Linked DNA regions of Mus musculus: region 2 is linked to region 1. A link is a contact called in public HiChIP or PLAC-seq data. All regions are on one chromosome and are shown on one strand. Each heading gives the region's core, a stretch centred on a gene start, on an enhancer-like site or on the middle of the called end of the contact. The rest is flanking DNA. Distances are from core to core; before and after follow the strand shown.

Region 1 (3,984 bases), core at 756-3,255:
AGGATGTTACCTTCTTCAGTGGCTGTACATCTTATTTTCTTGTCACAAGGTCTCTCACTGAACTAGAAGTAATATGTCCTTTTTGGCTAGGCTGGATGGCCACTGCCCTCTCAGGATCCACCTACCAGCCATTTTGGGGTATGGCGTGTGGAGCCATACTTGACTTTTACGTGGATGTTGGGAATTTATACTCAGGCCATTAGGCTTTAAGGAGCAAGCACTCATAACCCATCTTAAGCCATCTCTCTAGCCCCTCTTTTATCCTTTGTGGAAAGTTTGAGACACACACATGTGTAGTTTTTTGGTTATATTTATAAGTAGAAAAGTGCCCTTGTGACTGAAAGGCAGGCATAGGTGATTGGCTGCTTGTGGATAAAGTGTAAACCTGTTCTCCCTGTGAACAGTTGCCCTCATTTGTTTACAGATATTGATTAAACAAACAAACAAGCCCTCAGAATTAAATAATTACAGTGTGTTTTTCAATGTTTTTTTAAAAAAAAATTTTTATTGCCACTAATAGAATATTGCTCTTCAGCAGGGATGAAGAGATGGCTCATTTGTTGCTCTTGTAGTGGACCTAGGTTTCATTCCCAGCACCCATATGGTACCTAACAACCAATTGTGTTTTAGGAAATATGATGTCATTGTCTGATCTCCAAAGACACCAGGCACACACATGGTGCACGTGCATATATTCCAGGCAAAACACTCATCTATAAATATGTAAAATAAATAAATAGAAACAATATCTTAGCACATGCTGCTGTATAGCCATTCTCCAGTTGTTATCTACAAAAACTGCTTTATATATCAGGAAAAAACAAAAGAAAAAGCTGAACATAACTAAGAAAGCAGAAAATTCTTTAAAATTTCCTTATTAGTTTTTTTGTTTCTGTGTGTTTTTGAGACAGGGCCTCTTTATATAGTTCTGGCACCCACTATTTAGAACTCACAGAGGTCCTTTTGTCTCTGCCTCCCAATTTAATCCCTCTGTTGGGATTAAAGATGTGGCTCACCATTTATATTTGACAGTGCTGATAAGAACATATTCTCAACTATACTCCTTAATTTCATTTTTGAGTTAACTAACTGTTAAAAGTTGGAGGATAATTTTAACATTTTTATGTACTATTCATAGGAGAGTCAAATAATATGATTTTTTTTGTTTTTTGTTTTGGGGGGGGGGCAGGGGAGGCAGGATTTCTCTGTGTAGCCCTGGCTGCCCTGGAACTAGCTCTGTAGATCAGGCTGGCCTCACCACCTACCACCACCATCCGGCTGATATATATAGTGATTCACTCTTTTGGGGGTGATATGTGTTATCCCTAAAAGCTTCAAGTTCCTTTGAGGGAGCCTTTTATTATTTATTCATTCACTTACTTATATGAGAGTCTCTTGTTGCTGAAGCTAGCCTAAAATATTGTCAAAAATGATCAGGAACTCCTGCTTTGAGGGCTCTACCCTCTAAATGATACTCTTTATAGGTTTACTGTATAACTTTTGTCTTACCTTGTTAAATTGAAATTTCTTAACATTGTCTAGATGTTCTTTTTTGTTTGTAAGATAAGGTTTTATGTTGTGCTGGTACTTAACTGTGTACTTTGGGTGGCAGCTCCTTTCTCTCAGCCTTCTGAGTATCATGATTATGCTACATCCTATGATACCCAGCCTCCTCCTTTGCTTCCTTTTTTTTTTTTTTTTTTTGAGACAGTCTCAAAACTTTTAAACAATTTTTTTTTCTTTTTCTTGATTTGATTTGATTTGTTTTGTTTTGTTTTTCAAGACAGGGTTTCTCTGTATAGCCCTGGCTGTCCTGGCTCTGTCGACCAGACTGGCCTCAAACTCAGAAATCCTCCTGCCTCTGCCTCCTGAGAGCTGGGATTAAAGGCGTGGGCCACCACGCCCAGCTTTGATTTTTCTTTTGTTGTTGAAATGGTCTGTTATTTAAAAAAGGTAAATGAATGTTTGATTGTCTTTTGAGACAGTCTCACTATGTTGGCCTGACTGACTCTTCCTGTGTAGGCCAGGCTTGTTTTAAATTCACAGAACTGTACCTGCCTCTGACTCGAGTGCAGTGCACCATGCTAGCATTTTTGATCTGCTACTTATATCAGATAATTTTCTTTCAGCACCTACAATCAAAAATAAATAACTTTTAGAGATTTAGTTATCCACCATTTCAGAACGTTAGGCCATAAAAATGACAACAGCAGGCTTAGAAATTCTCAATGTTTAGGAAATGGGCTGAGGGTGGAAAGTCAGTGGTACAGTGCTTTTCTCATTTGAGGAAGCCCTAGGCTCCATGCTTGGACCATAAACAGTACAAACAATCAAAAATTGAGTACCTACCATATTGGACTTTTTGCTTGTTTGTGTGTTTGTTTGTTTACAACACATAGGAGATAAGGGACAGTATCGCAAAAGAGTTATAAATAAAATATATCCTGTTAAAATATTCAAAGAGCTTAGAGATAAATCTAAAACGCCTATACCCCATACCTATTCTGTTTGTGTTTACACAAGAATACTAATACTCATTCTACTCTAACTTGATAATGTAGCATATATTAACTTTTTTACTTCCTTTTGTATGTCACAGTTATTTGAGCATCTTTCCATTTTTAGCTCATATATGTCTATCTTAGTTACTGTTCCATTGCTGTAATAAAATACCCTGACTAAATCAGTTTAATGGAGAAAGTACTTATTTTAGTGTATAATATTTTACATCTTGGTGGGGAAATCAAGGCAGGAGACTGAAGCATCCTGTCATTTATTATCCACAATCAGGAAACAGAGATGGATAAACCTGTTCAGTTTTACTCTCTATACTTTAGACTAGAGTCCAGGATCCCTTATCTAGGGAACGGTATCACCCACAATGGGCAAGTCTTTCTACGTCAGTTAACACAATCACTGGCATAACCCCTCATTCGTATTCCTAGAAGCCCATCTCTTCAGTGATTCTAGAGTCTGTCAAGTTGATAACAGTTAACACTAACCATCAAAACATCTCTCATGTCTCTCAGAATGTATCCAGGTGGGGCTGTGGAGAAATGGCTCATGGTTTACTCACTGCTATCCCAAAGAACCCAGGTTTGATTCCCAGCATCCACATGACAACTCATAACTGTAACTTCTGTTCCAGTAGAATAAGACAAGGCTGTCTCCTGGTATCTGCAGGCAGTGCACATACATTGTGCACACGCAGGCAAAACACCAGTACATGTAAAAAAATTTGATCAAGGGTACAAAATTGAATCTCACTTAAGCTAATGATTATGCTATTTTATTTAGTAAATTAAAAAATTGTCGTGTGTGTGTGTGTGTGTGTGTGTGTGTGTGTAGTGGTGGTAATAGTAATAGGGTGATGTATGTGTATGTGACAGAGATAGTTTGGGTGCCTGAGTGGTGCCATGGCATGCAAGTGGAGATCAGAGGACAACTTTCAGAGATCAAACTTAGGTCACAGTGCTTTATGTTGTAAGCTCTTTTTATCTACTAGATTATTTTAGACACTTGGGGTTCTAGCACCTGTCTTTGTGGAGAAAATATTTGATTGCTGAGAGACAACAAATTTAATTTCAGATATAGTAAGTTCTATAAGCAAAAGTACATATGGTAATGTACTAACAGCGTTTGTGATCTGATAAATGTTAGATTTCAGAAAAGCTTGTTGTGTGATGACATTGAACTTGTATTTCCTGGTGGATGAGGTAGCTGTGAGAAGTTTTATTTCAGTTTATTTTATGTATATGAATGTTTTGCTTACATGTATGTAAGTGCACCATCTGCATGCCTGGTATCCTCTGGTGTCAGAAAAGGTCATTGGATCCCCTGGGAATGGAGTTATAGATAGATGTGAGCTTCCATGTAGGTGCTGGGATTTGAACCAGAGTCCTCTGCAAGAGCGGTAAGTGCTCTCAATCCCTGAACCATCTCTTCAGCACAGTCGGGAGTAATTTTATTTAATAAGAGCATGTA
Region 2 (3,984 bases), core at 422-2,921, 50 kb before region 1:
GTTCCCAGCTTGGTGAAATCCACTCAATTCTGCCATCACGCTTTGGGCAGCTAAGCCTGCATTCTCTGCCAGGGTTTTAGGCAGAGAACTCAGGGCTTGAGCAAATGCTTGGAAGGCCAGACCGTTGGGGCCAGACAGTCGGCTTCCTTTGTCTACCAGCATTTTTGCCAGAGCCATCTCTGTGGCACCTGCTCCTGGCAGTAGTCTGGGATCTTGACACAGCTGAGAAAATGCATCAATGCCATAGTAGACAGCCTGCTCTGCAACCCGAAGTCCCTGGATGGTGGGTCCCCTAAGGACCACTGAGAGAAAAGGTGCAATCTCATGTTCCCATTCAAACATTACCACCGCAGTATCTCCAAATTCCTTCCTGTAAACCTTGTGGCACTTCCCTGGCTCCAGGGGAGGAAGGACCCGGCCGAGCAGAGGAGTGCCCAGCTTCTCACTCAGGTAGACAATCTCCTTTCGGGACTTGGCTTGAATCACCATGATGCCACAGTAGTTAGCCTGGTCCACCGATTTCTCATTAACTTCCCCCAAGACCACTGCCACGTTAATGTCCATAATGGCTAGTTGGGCTATTTCCTTTTCCACTTGTTCAGTTTGTTTCCGAAATCTTAGTAGTTCTTCCGGGTTGGAGAGACGTGGTGTGGCCAGTGTAAATGGATTTGTAGGACCAAAGGGGCAATTGAACAGGGCCACCCTAGCATCACCAAGGACCTCAGTCTTTTGTCCACACAGCTTCCCCGCTATTGCTACTCCAGGAAAAATTCGGGAATCAGTCAGTTTCCCACCCTGAAGTACGCACACGACAATACTCTCAGGCTTGAAGCTGCCATTTGGCTCCCTGCTAACCCAGCACGCTTGAGCTACAAGCTTGGTTAAATAATCTGAGTTGGACAGGGTGTGAGTACTTATCACAGAATAGAGGGCCCAGGAAGGATCTTCCAAAGGCCCTAGAGAGCGGATGGCCAGGGAAGGCAGAGCGGTCAGAACTTCTGCTGTGGCTGTGGCAAAGGCCTCCCGGAGCTGGGTTGGAGTTAGGCCAGCCCACAGAAGGTAATGGGCCTGCTCCAGCAAGGCTTCTGTCAGTAGAACAACAAAGACCGTGCCATCCCCAGCGTTCTCTACCTGGGTTTGGGCTAATTCTTGAACAAACTGGGCAGCTGGGTGCTCCAGGTCCAGAGCCTTGAGGATGGCAGCGGCATGACCTGTACAAACTGTTTCTCCCTTGGCAGTCACCAGAAACTTCTGCCGGCCAAAGGGACCATAACAAGACCGGATGATACTGGCTAGGGTCTGAGCTGCAGCTGTGGCCCTCAGTATGTATGATGGCTCTTCTCCTTGAGATTCAGGGGTTTTCTCTAGGCCTGGCTTCAGCCGCTGGGGAAGTTCTAGGTCTGATTGAACTTTGGTTTGTGTGGCCCGGGAGGGTGGGGAGACCGCCATGGGTTAGACTAACCGTTAGAAGCACTCTGGAAATGGCAGTAGGCACACCTTGGCATCTGTCTTTGATGCTGCTCCAGAAGTCAAATGCACATCACTTGCTACCTGCAGAAGCCAACCGGAAGTGGGCCTCCACTTTGCGCCCAAGGATGAAGCGCAGAGAGTTCAGTTCCAGACCCATCTCCAAAACTGAGTCTGAACAAGCGAGGCCCCTGGGACTTGACCCACAGGAGCTAAACTGTCCCTCTGATGAAGTCACAAAGTAACAAATGGAACCAGAGATAGGGAATGAAGTCACAGAGGGACCCTGATAGCAGGAATGAAACCCAACAAACCAAAATAACTTTACTGTTGAAAATTCAGAAACACTTCTAGTTCCCAACGAAGACTGTCTTTGGTGTTTTGAGGGAACTGACGTTGGGAGTGTCCTATGTAGCACCAAAAGAACAAAAGCAAAAACAAAAACAAACAAACAAACAAAACAGAAGTAACCTGCTGGAGGTTATCACCATGCCCCAACTCAAATTGTATTATAGAGCTATAGTACCAGAAATGCCATGGTGTTTGGTGATTTGGGTGGTGTACTGGGTGGTGGTGGCACTTGCCTTTAATCCCAGCATTTAGGAGACAGAGGCTGGCAGATTTCTGTGAGTTCAAGGACAGCCTGATCTATAGCCAGGGCTGTCACACAGAGAAATCCTGTCTTGAAAAATCAAAAATCAAACCAAAACCCAAAACAAAGAAAGTCCAGAACTAACAATAAAACAAGACACAATTGGCTGTGTGGTTTATCCTTGTGATCCCAGTCCCTGGAGACTGTGGGACCATCACAAACTCCATGCCAGCCTGGGCTATAGACTGAGAATGTCCATCCCAAAAGGCAAAGGAAACAGAAAGACCAACAAAATACTCCCCAAACACAGACCAAGCCTGACAGACCTAAATTCAGTCCCCAGAGGCAAGGACAAGAGAATTGCCACAAGTCTAGGGGCAGCCTGATAGCTGCATAGGAGTTCCAGGCTAGCCAGAGCTGGCAGTGAGACCCTGTCCCCACCAACAAAACAAAATAAAACAGCAAACAAAACAGCATGGCAGAATGAAGTGCACACCTCTATTCCCTGCCCTGGCGGGAAAATGCTCAAAGATTGTCTTAGGTTCCAGTCCGCCGGGGCTACACAGCAAGGCTCTATCTTACAAAACAAAACACAGAAAACGCTAAATCCAACCCTAGTCTTCACACTGGCAGCTTACAACTACTGATAGCTCAAGCTCCAGGACACCTCCGGCTTCCGTAAGCACCTGTGCTCTTTTGCATATACCCACACTTCAATACTCACGATTACAAACAAACAAACAAACAAACAATTTTTTGGGAGGAGGGTTTCTCTGTATAGCCCTGGCCGTCCTGGAACTCACTCTGTAGACCAGGCTGGCCTTGAACTCAGAAATCTGCCTGCCTCTGCCTCCGGAGTGCTGGGATTAAAGGCGTGCGCCACCACGCCTGGTACAAACAAACCACTTTTAAAGAAGCTGAGGATGGTGGCCCACATCTTTTAAAAAACTTTTTATAGCTGGGTGTAGAGAGAGCTTAAATTTTTTTAAAAGATTTATTTATTATTATATCTAAGTACACTGTAGCAGTCTTCAGACACCAGAAGAGGGAATCAGATCTCCTTATGGATGGTTGTGAGCCACCATGTGGTTGCTGGGATTTGAACTCAGGACCTTCAGAAGAGCAGTCAGTGTTCTTAACCACTGAGCCATCTCTCCAGCCCTAAAAAAATTTTAATTATGTTTTTGAGACAGAGTTTCTCTGTATAACCCTGGCTAGCTGTTCTGGAATTTAATCTGTAGACCGGGCTGGCCTCGAACTCACAGAGATCCACCTGTCTGTGCCAATGGAGTGCTGGGATTAAAGGTGAGTGCCACCACTGCCACCACATAAAAAACACAAAAGAAATCCACAAAATATGAATTTCACATCAGACATTTCCAATCCCACTCATCTCCCTGTCCCTGCAACTCCATCCTCAGCCCTTGCTACCTGATCTGCAAAAGAAAAACAAACAAACAAACAAACAATCATGGAAGTTGTAGTGTGTTGTAGTCTGTCACATAGTATAGCCCTTTGTCCATGCATCTTTACTTGCAAATGTTCATTGCAGTAAGTCATTTGTCTGGTTCAAGGCCTCTGGCTTCTGCTACACTGTCAGTACTGGATTGTCACTGGGATTCCTCTAGAATATTCTCTTGCTGTCCTGTGTCATGGAGATCCTACAACTTTGGATCTACAGGACTGGCCCCTACACAAGCTTCAGCAGTTTGTAGATGGGATAGATGTTGGAGTGGGCTAACTCAAAGCCCTAGATCTGGGCCTGGGTGGTAGCTGAGTTGGTTAATCTGCTAGATCTCACCACCAGGACAATCTCTTTAGCACTGCCCAGATTAGCTCACCCAGTGCTGCAGCCAGCAAGAGGCAGGGCCAGCTCTCCTGTTCTCATGCCCTTGGGCATGGCTTACCCACACCACCAGGGCCAG

The links. HiChIP or PLAC-seq counts read pairs in DNA pulled down with a chosen protein or histone mark.
Region 2: a contact with region 1 is called in an H3K27ac HiChIP or PLAC-seq map of embryonic stem cells, with 10 read pairs. The contact joins the promoter of Cct8l1 here to the enhancer-like site in region 1. A contact is called at or near these places in 10 of 39 promoter capture datasets (cranial neural crest, embryonic stem cells, epiblast stem cells and 4 more), 1 of 15 datasets of contacts at CTCF or cohesin (the NIH/3T3 cell line), 26 of 484 Hi-C or Micro-C datasets (the G1E-ER4 cell line, Sertoli cells, cerebellum and 12 more), 15 of 115 datasets of contacts at active chromatin or transcription factors (the SCID.adh cell line, bone marrow-derived macrophages, embryonic stem cells and 3 more) and 4 of 9 other capture datasets (adipose tissue, embryonic stem cells, liver and 1 more).

Annotation. Positions count from the first base shown.
Region 1 is chr5:25,464,267-25,468,250 of GRCm38.p6, reverse strand. All of the region lies in intron 1 of Kmt2c (lysine (K)-specific methyltransferase 2C), which reads left to right. Among named protein-coding and RNA genes, the nearest start is that of Kmt2c, 33 kb to the left of the region's middle. Within about 2 kb of position 2,005, at least 3 of the 459 cell types and tissues checked have an H3K27ac peak or open chromatin away from gene starts, as enhancers often do. A contact at or near this core is called in embryonic stem cells, where this site is marked.
Region 2 is chr5:25,513,754-25,517,737 of GRCm38.p6, reverse strand. It overlaps Cct8l1 (chaperonin containing TCP1, subunit 8 (theta)-like 1), which reads right to left and starts at 1,671. Exons shown (of 1, transcript NM_198621.2): 1 at 1-1,671. The coding sequence starts at 1,449.